Linked DNA regions of Mus musculus: regions 1 and 2 are each linked to region 3. The links are chromatin contacts, called in public HiChIP or PLAC-seq maps. All regions are on one chromosome and are shown on one strand. Each heading gives the region's core, a stretch centred on a gene start, on an enhancer-like site or on the middle of the called end of the contact. The rest is flanking DNA. Distances are from core to core; before and after follow the strand shown.

Region 1 (3,673 bases), core at 344-2,843, 690 kb after region 3:
CTGGAAGTTTCTTGCCTCCATATAATCTAATCTAGATTAGGCCTAGAATGTTTTCAGCCTCTGAGACTTGCTGCTGAATAAACTCATCCTTTCCCAGTTCTTTCTGATCTCTGGCTAGCTGATTCAACTCAGCTGTTCTGGCTGAAACTCCTCTCCTGACTGACTGATTCAATCTGGCTTCTCTTGGCTTCTCCTGAATTGATCTGCTTTGCCTCATACTAATTTTGGCGATATGTTGTAATCTTCTGGCTCCTTCTCCTTCTTTGGCTCATTCTGTCTTCACTTATGTCTAGCTTGTTCTCTCTCTGCAGCCATCTCTGTACAACTGTCCTGGTAAAACTGGCCTCTCTCCTTTCCTTTCATTGCATTGCTTTATCTTAAGTAGCCTCTGTTTTGTTTTGTTTTTTCTCTGTTCTCATGAGAGTTGGGCATGTATTGTTCTGTCAAATCTTTCTCTGATTCATTACTTTGTCATCTGCTCAATTAGACATCACTTTCAAACATGAGTGCTTCCTTCTACAAACTAACTTAACCTTCATTGTTTGGAATTAAAGGTGTGTGCTAAGGCTGAGCCACACCACAACTAGAAACAGGTTTCTCCAGTAGACAACACAATCTCAGGGTTCCCAGTGTGATCAAATATCCTGCAACAACACCATGCCTTCACTTTGCCATCATGGAGTCTAGCCTTCTAGAATGGTAAGCTCAAATAAACTCATCTATAAGTTACCATGATGATGGTGTTTTATCCCAGCAATAGAAAAGTAAACAGTACAGTAACAAACATAAGGGCTGATCCAGGGCAGTCTAGTTTCAGAAATAGACAGATTCAGGTGTTCATTAGAGCACCTGGCATAACATAAGTTAGAGATGCTCACTCCCTGACTCAGTTGGCTTTGGTTTTCAGGTGGGCTGAGCTATGAATCCCCAGGCATTGGCAGCTCCAGGTTAGTTCCCATGATCTTATGACTGGTGAAAGGGGAACAGAGTCTAACAGCTCCATCTCATGACTTAGATCATGTGCCAAAGCTACCCCCATCTCCAGAGATGATGGTGTCTCACACAGTATAATGGGTTTGACTCTGTAGCATGAGGGTGAGAAAATGACAGAAAATTGAAAACCAGCAAAGGAAGGAAAATGGATGCTAAGCTGACTTACCATTATGGGGACCCCCTTTTAGCTCTCTCCCTACCCCCTTGAACTCCCCTCTAAGGAGGCCTAGCAACCTCCCCTAGGGCCAGTGTTCTGCTGCCCACTGAATTCCCAACTCAAGACAGATTGTGTCTTTTACAAGTAAAACAATGGGGTGGCTTCTTGAGGGATTTTAAGGAAAAACATCCTCTCCCACTCCCTGCTTGAATTTAATCTTTTATATTTCCACCAGAAATAATTTCTAGTGTTCTTTCATTTGCAAATAAGGGCTGGTGTTGTTTTTTACCACATGTATTATTCAATTCATGGTAAGCCTCCCTCCCCTCCTGGATCAGCCTGTGGGTGTGTGTCCTTGAATTTAAATGAGAATATATCTGGATGGTCAAAAAGAGTCCATTAGGAAGTCTGGGAGGCCAGCAGCCTGGCTTTGTGCTGGTGGGGGAGGCAGGGAGCCTGCTAAGCCTGCTTGTAACAGTATGACCTACAGTGGAACACTGGACCCGTGGGCTCTAAGATTATCAAAGACCTGGCTCCAGATGCATGGGGCACGTTTCACAGATGGATTCCAGCTCTTTTACAGCCAACGTTCTGCCCTGCTGAGTTCCTAGAATTTATACTGCCAACGACATGGAGTGGCGGATTAGTTTGTGTCTCACAACCCGTTCCTGATTATGATTTATCATTCTCCTGAAAAGAGAAAACAGTGCTCGAGAAAGGAGCCAAGTGTGAGTTCTCCTGCTCCTAGTTGGGTATAGGTGTTCTGAGCTGTTGGTTGGAATTATAGGTGCAGCTTGAAAAACAAAAAAGAAAAAAAAAATAACAACAAAAGCAATGCATTTCCACATGTAGCCAGGGATGGATGTAATAGCTCTCCCTTCCAATGGGCTCTGTCCCCATAGCAACGGGAACACTGCAGATAGAAGCTGGAAGACAAATATCCCAGGGCCCTTTGGCTCACTCTGTGGACCCTGGGCTTGGTTTTGTCCATCCTGGCTCAGAGATTTTGTTGGCTGACTCAGCAGCTAATGTCCCTGGCCTTTTGGAGCTAGCTCCATCTTGATAAGCCCCAGAATGCCGCTCGTAAGTGTTCTCTGATGTGTTAAGGAGATTTGATTGAAACTGGATGCTTTTTCAAAGAATGGCTAAGTTGGAAACCTTTCTTAGGAATTCCTAAAACATAATTTTTTTTAAAAGGAAAATCTCCTTAAAGTTTTCTTCCTCTTTCCTTCCTTGAATACTAAATGCTATTAATTAAACACGAGGCAGGGCAGCAGTCATCCTGGAGAGAACACAGGGAGAGAGATGCGCTCACTGCCCTGTGCATGTGATGACTATACCAGTCTCATAAACGTGAAGCAATGCCAGGCAATAATTGTTCCTTTTGTGACTCTTACTCAAGAAAACATTTCAACATCAAATAAGTCCTCAGAGCATTGCGCAGCACTCATGAGATTAGACAAGTTGTCCCTGTAACTGCCAACACCTGGCTGCATTTGAGATGACTCTGGGAATGTGATTCCATTCCCTATGCCCACCTCTTCTGTCTCTATGTCTCTGCCTCTCTGTACCTGTCTCTCTGTCTCTATGTCTCTGCCTCTCTGTGCCTGTCTCTCTGTCTCTGTGTCTGTCTCTTCCTCTGTGTCTGTCTCTCTGTCTCTGTGTCTGTCTCTGTCTCTCTCTGGCCCATCTTTCTTTATCAGGTTTTTGCACAGCATCTCTTCAATATCTAGTTCATGATGAATTTTATTCTTGGGGAGATGAGGGTGAAGGAAGGTTGGAGAGAGAAAGAAGGGAGAGAGAGAGAGAGAGATCGATCTTCACTTCTGGGTTTCCGTTTGAAACATTCCCAGCGGTGAAGCTAAGCACACTAAAGTCAGAACCACTGAGCTTGTAAAGGCTCTGTTCTAATGGAAGCCCTTTCCAGCAATAAAGTTTGCTTATTGTTGAGATCTGCCCAGATCCCACCCTATGTCCGTACATATTGTGAAAAGTGGTGATTTTTCAGCCTGTGCCTTGCCCTGGGGGGCCCTTTACAATGATGCTATTTTGATTGCAAATTCAGAAGTAAGATGCCTGCCTCTTGGGGCCGAAAATACAGTATCTTCAGTCCAGCACTACCTATGAAGCTCAGGTTGATGAAGAATTTATTTCTAACAGTAGAAAGGTCCCCCACCAATGGATCAAAGTAAATGGAGACTGTAGGAACACATGAACATAAGAAGGCCAAATGAGGAGAACTAGGCCCAAGAACTTACCAGACACACCACACTGAGGAAAGTTTGCACTTTCCTTACCTGGACCCCAGAGGCAGAGAGTATCCAATGCTGTGATGGTGGTGGCCCCACCAACCTGTCATCTCACCACCCAGTGTGTACATCAAGTGACTGACAGGCTGAGAACTCCTAACTAACCCAGGTTCTTCAGCCCAGCCTACTCCCTATTACTGACATAGACTGCTCAAATTATCATCTGTTCATCTGTCCAGTGGTCCACGTGGGCCAGCTGTTCATCTGTCCACCC
Region 2 (3,584 bases), core at 1,018-3,517, 610 kb before region 3:
GGATAAACCAGGTGAATTAAAAATCCTTAATTATTTCTGTGAATATTCTCTTTCCTAGTAAAGTCACATTCATAGTCCCAGGCATAGGATGTAGACATTTTCCTAGGGACATTCTACCCACTACCTGTCCCTCCATCTTCATCCTCTCCTTCCCTGTGGGTCCTCACACTCTACCAAGAATTATGCCCAAGCTGTATCTCATCAAAAGAAAAGGAAGCTTTAGTCTCTTGTTGGTCTCCATCCTTCACTGCCTGAATCCCTATGAGAGGTCTGAATGGCTACTTCGTTTCTGACTTCAGTGAAAGAAAATAAAACTTGAGACCTGTGATTCATGTAATTTATGTCAAATAGCCCAAAGAGTTGTTTGTGAGCTTTGAAACCTGGGGCTGAGAACATAGAAGAACAGGCCAGGACATGCCCAGGCAGGCCTGTTGTTAAAACATTCCTGAGGCTGCTTGGCCATAAGGATAAAGAGAATGACATGCCGGACTGGCCCTGTGCCTCCCTATCTCCTGCCCTTCTGACCTAAGTTAAATGTTATCTGCATGTACAGTCTGCTGATGTTTAAATGGAGCAATCATGTGAAACCGCGCCAATTCCTCCCTGCTGATGTTCAAATGGACCAATCACGTGAAACCGCGCCAATTCCTCCCCCAGCCCCAGACCCTTTTCTATAAAAATCCCCTAGCTTTCAAGCCTCATGGTCGAATCCACTGTCTCCTGCGTGAGATACGTTTCGACCGCCATTAAACTACCTCGTATATTTACATCAAGATGGTCTGTTCGTGATTCTTGGGTGCACACGGAATCTGGAGTTGAGTGGGGGTTGAGTGGGGGTTTCCCCACTAGGTTCTTTCATCAGCACTTCTCTAGCGACTTAAAGAAAATTCATTATGATAATGTATCAAGCATAGAGGAGTTCAGAAGAGAATATAATCTTTCCATATCTGCATTGTTTTCCTGCTTGCTTTTTTAATGGCAAAAATGTTTCCACTGTAACTGTTCTGAGATGGATGACTCAGTCAGATTTAGGTATGGGGAGAAGAGGAAAGGACGTTACTATGTAGCCAGTCAGGCCTTGAAGTCAAGATCTTCCTGCTTCAGTCTCCCAAGCACTGAATTGCAAGCCTGTGCTACCATTCCAGCCTATACACTTTGTTAGCAGACAACTCAATTAGACCTACATCAAATAAACCATGAAAGGACACCTGTGCTGTAGCTCTGTTACAGCATTTATCTGCCACATGCTAGGCCTGGGTCCAATCCTTGGTATTAAGCAATCAATTATTGCTAAATAGCCAGGTCTAGTGGTACATGCCTATTATCCCGGCACCGGAGTTATTGCAAACGTTGCGGATTTGAGGTCGATCTTGATTATATAATAAACTCAAGGACAGCCCAGTTGCGTGAAATCTCATCTTTGAAGTCTGATAAAGAAAATCTCTGTAAATTGGTTTTGATCCTCACCTCTTGTCACTGGATTTCCTCAAGAGCTTAGCTCCTGGATACTCAACCTTCACAACTCCTTTGCCAAAATGCACACAATTGCCCCCCCCCCCTTCTAGAGTTCCTTCTTCAGGGAACTGCTTGCTCTCTTTAATACTGTTTCATTAAGTGTTACCCCACCCCTCTGCTCCCTAAATCAGAACTTTCCCAGTTTCTCTTTTGCTTTTGTTGTTTCCATGGAAACCTCCTTGGGTCCCACCTTGTGGTGACACCTCCCTGACTCATGAGGACTTCAAACTAGGATGCCCAGAAGAGTGGTCTTTCCTTTTGAATGTGTGTTTCTTCCGCAATGTCTCTGATCCAGACAGGCACTGCTGCCCTCTCATGAAGCACCAAAATATAATCCTGTACTTTCATCTTGCCAACAAATGGCAAGCCCAGCCCTAAATCACTTTGTCAAGAATTGTCATCATCTCCTACTGCTGTGGGTGCTATGGGAATAAAGCCTCGAGAACAGACCCGAGACTTGGACATCTTGGAGCTGGTTTCTAGTCGCCTGCTGCCTGCCATGAGTCTTCTGCTCCCAACTGGTTCAAACAGAATGCCTGCTCTCGGCACAATTCCCATGACTTGTCTCACCTTTCCCCATTCAAAGGACTGGTTTCAGTCTTCTAAAAGACTTTCCTGCTGTTCAAATACATGTAACAAAATCAGAGGTATTGGTGGAAGGCTGCCAAATTCCATAAACTGGAGTCATGCACACCTCATTTCCTGTACCAAACAGAAAACACACCCCAGATTGTTCTGATCCCGAAGGGTCTACAAACAGAGCTTTGTTGCTTGTGTTAACTCACCAAACATTGAGTTTGTGACTCACCTGTGGGAGGTGCGACTTGTCCGAATTATGGTTAAGAGAGGAGTTTGCAGATAAGAGCAACTCTGTCACTTCGACCTGGCCGCTTTGCAAATGACATCTCCAGGAAGCCAAGCGGTGCCAAAGGTGTATGCCCAAATTAGAGGGGGAAATAGGGGTCATAAAATAATGATGAGTACAAGGAGAATCAGTGCAGGAGCTTTTGGGGGTGCTTGTTGTCCATGTCAATATCCAGCCTTACAAGGAGATGGCATCGGGCTGCTTTCCAGAGCCCTCCCCCTCCCCCACCTTCAATAGGCCACAGCAAAGGAGTTCCTTCAGAAAACCAAAGTGAGGCATCCTCTGAGGTCACCTTTGCTTTTGTTTGTGCAGAATCTGAAATTCCAGACTTTTCTTTTGGTGTTTTGATTACTTAATCCTGTCCTGTTCCCATAACCACAAGATACCCCAAGCTGCTTCGCCTCATGAAATAGACACAGACAGGCTTGGTGAGAGTCACATTTTCCCCTGAGATAGGCATTCTGGCCTACCCAACCCGGGGCTTGGTTACATGAACAGTTTCACCACTATTGCTGCAACCAGATACTCTGAGAGAAACAATGTATGACATAAAGGGTTTGCTTTAGCTCAGGCCTAGGTTATAGCTCACCATCATGGGGAGGTCCCAGTGACAGCAGCTTGAGACAGGGGGCCACATTTATCTAGTTGAGAAGCAGGAGGAGTGAAAGGGTACCTGAACAGCTGTGCTCAGCCTGCTTTCTCCGGCCTATACAGGGCAGGATCCGCGCCACCCACAGTGGGCATGCTTTACACCTCGAATCCCAAAGATTGCCTACAACCCAGTCTGATCTAGATAATCCCTCACGGAGACTCTCTCCCCAGGTGACACTACACCTGTGACCTATACCACTTGAAGAGTGGTCCTGAGTCCACCTCTAGCAACATTATGACATCTCTCTTGGCCTCCTCTTTCTCATACCTAAATAAGAGTTCTAGGTTACTTTGTAATTGTTCTAAGAATTAAAAACAATGTCTTGTCGGGTGTTGGTGGCACATGCCTTTAATGCCAGCACTTGGGAGGCAGAGGCAGGTGGATTTCTGAGTTCGAGGCCAGCCTAGTCTACAAAGTGAGTTCCAGGACAGCCAGGGCTACACAGAGAAACTCTGTCTCAAAACAACAACAACAAACAAAAACAACATAAATAAATAAATAAATAAATAAATAAATAAATAAATAAATAAATAAAGTCTTGTATGTTATGGT
Region 3 (4,031 bases), core at 158-2,657:
GATAGAAAGTTGGTTTATGGGTAACAAGACCAAGTTTTGTAGTAGCTTGGGAGTCTAAGTAAGAAGGGATATCAGAGACAGAAGTGTAAGTGGAAAAGAACTTCAGATAAAAAATAGAATGTGATAACATTTGAGGCTATGGTCCCTGTGGTCAAATCTGTAGTCACATAAGAACACGGTTTTCCTTTTTCAGCTAGCATAGCTATTTGGCAAAGACAGACTGATGTCCAAGTCCATTCAACAATGGAATTGCCTGCAGGTTAAAATAAGTGTGGGCATGTGGGACCCGATTTAGAGCGTTTCTCCCAGGAAGGTAAAGCCCCTGGACGTTCCCCAAGCTTGTTTTCCCTGATCTCTAAAAATACAGCCAGAAAGAAGCTCTTTGTTCTCTATAGCCAGCAAAAAGCCTTTGTTTCTATACTTTACAACCAGAGATGCCTGCCTTCCTGTGCTGAGGACACGGAGATAAAAATTCAGAAAGAACTCACTCCCCACTCCTGCCTTATAAATTTCACCAAGGATACCCAGAAGAGAAGAACTCTCCTCCCAACTCCTCCCAACTCCTCCCCAATTCCTCAGCTAGCTGTTAAAAGCCCCCTACTGTTACCACTAAGGGTCAAACTCCCCTGCCCTGCACGGAGGAGGGACATCGGGACATCGTCCTCAGCTAGCTGATAATAAAACCTCTTGCAGTTTGCATCAGGTGTGGTTTTCTCTCGAGTCACTGAGGTGCTGGCCAGCTCATCCCAGGACTTGAGCGGAGGCCCAGCTTCGGGGGTCTTACAGGCAAGTGCATGCAACTCGTTTTGTCCCAGATTCTTTCTTTAGCTATTGTTTCACCATTCAGTAAAGGCCAGCGGGTTGTTGTCTGGCCTTTAGAAGCTGCTACTCTAACCTAATATTCCTATTTATAGATGGGACTGCGGTGGGATTCTGAGTGTTGTGTAAACTAACTGAGATACTTCACGTGTGAGTTTACACGTAAGGATCCATAACTATCTGTTCAGTGAGAAGCTGACGTTCAACATTCTTGTACGTCTAAGGAGCAAGGGCAACAGTTTGTAAATCATGTAGAGACAAGACCTTCGGGTTTCCAGGTGACCCAGGAGGCTGCGGAAGTTGCCATCTTGCAGTTCCAGGCCGGGTTTCTTCCAACGTTTTGCAACTTTGGATCGTCTTGTGCATGGGTTGCAGCTTGTACATCTTTGGCCTACATTCCCCAGGCCGGGGAAACTCACCTAATTGAGACTTCTCACCTGGGCCAGGCTGTCCGATCCCCAAGGCAACCACATCAACTTCCGGTTTGAGGAAGTCTCCTGATTGGCCGGCGGCTTTATTTCCGGCCTGTGATCCATGCAGGCGCTCTGCTACCGTGAGGGACACCGCGCCTGCGCGGCGGGGAGGCTCCGCTCCCAGGTCACGCTCGCGCGGGCAGGTCCTGGCGTTGTTGGCTCCCGGGCCGGGCGGGGCCGGGCACCTCCCTGCACACCGGAGGCCTGGTGCACGGAGCACGGCAGGTGGAGCCGCCACACTGGAGTTGGAGCTGGAGTTCGGAGGGGCGGGAGGGCAGCGGCTCCTCCCAGCCGGCCCGGGCGCAGAGAATGAGTCAGAAGCGGTGGCCTCCGTGCGGAAAGGCCGTGCCCAAAGCGTGCTGCGCTGGTTCACCACCGTGGTGCTTTGTGCCGCCTTCCTGGGGCTGGTGAGAGCTGGGCCCAAACCCTCCAGGCCACGGCTGGAGCAAGCGTCCTGCAGGGAACGTGGTCTCAGTGCCCTGCATCGTGCGTGACCCCTGGTGTATATCGGTTAATCCTCCTGAGTCTCAGTTCTGTCATCTGGAAAAACGGGCAAAATTAATACGTTTCCAGCACGAGCAAGCTAAGTTTCCTCCGGAAAACGGGGAGATACAAGATGGGGAGCCTGCTCCCCTTCACCCACTCACTGAAGCTCTAAATTGATCCCAGAAAAGCAGCTTTGAGGGGGCCTGACCAAATCCAACCAACTGCTTTATTTCGCAGATGGAAAAAAGGGCCCAGAGAAGAAAGTGGCTTTTCTGGTTAAATGATAGTATCAAGGACATGTTGCTTACCCTGTACACGGCCCTATTTAAATCAAGCCTTTAGATACTTAAATGATTTTCTTCACTCAAGTGCAAGAACTAAAAACGCCATAAAGACAGTGTTCCCCAGTGTAGCACCTGCTGCTGACCCGAAATGTCCTTTTGTGGACCAGATGGCTGTAACTCATTGTGTAGATCAGGATGGTCTCAAATTTCAGAGATCCTCCTGCCCCTGCCTCCTGAGTGCTGGGATGAAAGCTATAAACCACTGACCTAAAGTGATAACTTTTGACTCGAGTGCTATGAGAGCTAAACCTTTGACGGAGTCCCTTCTGGTCCCTCAATTGGAGCTTCAGTTTCTTAAAATTATTTTGATGGGAAAGTAGGGAAGAAAGAAAGCGTTGCAGGTACTGGAGCCCCTCGTGTGTAACAGGTATTGCAAGTGATTGCAGGAAGATCTGAATGAACATGCTGTGGCCCTGTGTGCTCCTGGTCTTTGTTCTTGGTTGCTGGTGCTTGGGGCAGGGAAACCACACGTGGGTTGGAGCAGAACAGTGCAGCACAATCAGGTTTTGTTGTTTGTTTATTACGTACAGGGCGCTGGCTGGCCCAGGACTTCATGCTAGGCTTTCACCCAGCTGTGTCCCCAGCCCACAATCCACAGTTCTCAAAACTCAGAAACGTTTCCTTAAAGGTTTTTAGGAACTTCATCTAAAACGCAAGTCTTTAGTTCTTGGCAGTATCTTGTGTAACATCTTATTGTTAAAATCATTCTGTCCGTGTTATATTTTGCTAAGAAAGCCTTACAGCCCTTACATCTCCTGATAGCTTTGGAGTGTGAGGAAAACTGTAGATTAGATTATTTATCGTCAGCATTAGACAGTTCAAAGGGACAACTTCTTGTGTGCCAGAAATATTGGCATCTTAGTGTAAAAATCAAAATTTGGTGCTTGGTAATTAAAAATTTTTAGCAATTAAATTTCGTATTTATGCATGTAGCATATTTGAAAATATAAGTATATATTTTGAGAATAGTTTGTTACATTCTAAATCCTTGTGCAGATGGTGTGCGTCGAGGCCAGAGGTGTCTTGCTCAATTGCCCTCCACCTTATTGACAGGGCCTCCCACTGAACCTGGAGCTCACCCATTCAGCCAGACTAGCTGGCCGGTGAGCCCTGGGGATCTCTTTCCTTTTTCTTCGGTGTGGGGTTCTAGGCATGCTGCTGTTTCTGTGTGTCCTGGCTAGTTTATGTCAAGCCAACACAGGCTAGAGTCATCTGAAAAGAGAGAACCTTAATTGAGAAATGCCTCCACAAGATCTAGCTATAGGGCATTTTCTTAATTAGTGACTGATGGGAAGGGCCCAGCCCATTCATTGTGGGTAATGCCATCCCTTGGGCTGATGGTCCTGGGTTCTATAAGGAAGCAGGCTGAGCAAGCCAGTAAGCAGCACCCCTCCATGGCCTCTGCATCAGCTCCTGTCTTCAGGTTCCTGTCTAGTTTGAGTTGCTGTCCTGACTTTCTTCAGCGATGGACTATGGTGTGGAGGTGTAAGCCCTTTCCTCCCCAACTTGCTATTTGGTTATGGTGTTTCATCGTAGCAATTAAAACTCAAACTAAGACAAGTTGGTACCAGGATAGTGGGGTATTGCTGTGACAGGCCTGAGCGTGTTGTTTGGGATTGTGGAAGGACCATGCTGTTCTTGTAGGAATGGGGAAGATAGGAAATGTTGAGAGCTGGGGCTGGAGAGGTGACTCGGGTTTAGAGCACTGGCTGTTCTTCCAGAGGTCCTAAGTTCAATTCCCAGAGCCCACAGCTATAGCTGTCTATAATGGGATCTGATGCCCTCTTGTGGTATGCAAGAGTGCGTGCAGACCAAGTACTCATATACATGCCGACATCTAAAAAGAAAAACAATGCTGAGAGCAGTACAGTCGATGGAGGCCTGGCTTGGGAAGTTTCAGAGGGAAGCA

What was found. HiChIP or PLAC-seq counts read pairs in DNA pulled down with a chosen protein or histone mark.
Region 1: a contact with region 3 is called in an H3K4me3 HiChIP or PLAC-seq map of stem cell-derived neural progenitor cells, with 3 times the contacts expected there. The contact joins the enhancer-like site here to the promoter of Mfsd4b4 in region 3. A contact is called at or near these places in 1 of 39 promoter capture datasets (embryonic stem cells), 4 of 115 datasets of contacts at active chromatin or transcription factors (the NIH/3T3 cell line, embryonic hindbrain, epiblast stem cells and 1 more) and 1 of 9 other capture datasets (embryonic stem cells).
Region 2: an HNF4G HiChIP or PLAC-seq map of pancreatic cancer cells shows a contact between it and region 3. The contact joins the enhancer-like site here to the promoter of Mfsd4b4 in region 3. A contact is called at or near these places in 1 of 39 promoter capture datasets (embryonic stem cells), 4 of 484 Hi-C or Micro-C datasets (embryonic stem cells, granulocyte-monocyte progenitors and muscle stem cells), 2 of 115 datasets of contacts at active chromatin or transcription factors (memory CD8 T cells and pancreatic cancer cells) and 2 of 9 other capture datasets (adipose tissue and embryonic stem cells).

What each region holds. Positions count from the first base shown.
Region 1 is chr10:39,207,796-39,211,468 of GRCm38.p6, reverse strand. No RefSeq gene overlaps it. Among named protein-coding and RNA genes, the nearest start is that of Gm31562, 35 kb to the left of the region's middle. Within about 2 kb of position 1,593, at least 67 of the 459 cell types and tissues checked have an H3K27ac peak or open chromatin away from gene starts, as enhancers often do. A contact at or near this core is called in stem cell-derived neural progenitor cells, where this site is marked.
Region 2 is chr10:40,510,079-40,513,662 of GRCm38.p6, reverse strand. No RefSeq gene overlaps it. Among named protein-coding and RNA genes, the nearest start is that of Gm32234, 58 kb to the right of the region's middle. Within about 2 kb of position 2,267, at least 62 of the 459 cell types and tissues checked have an H3K27ac peak or open chromatin away from gene starts, as enhancers often do. A contact at or near this core is called in pancreatic cancer cells, where this site is marked.
Region 3 is chr10:39,896,582-39,900,612 of GRCm38.p6, reverse strand. Mfsd4b4 (major facilitator superfamily domain containing 4B4) reads left to right here and starts at 1,407. Exons shown (of 5, transcript NM_001384225.1): 1 at 1,407-1,699.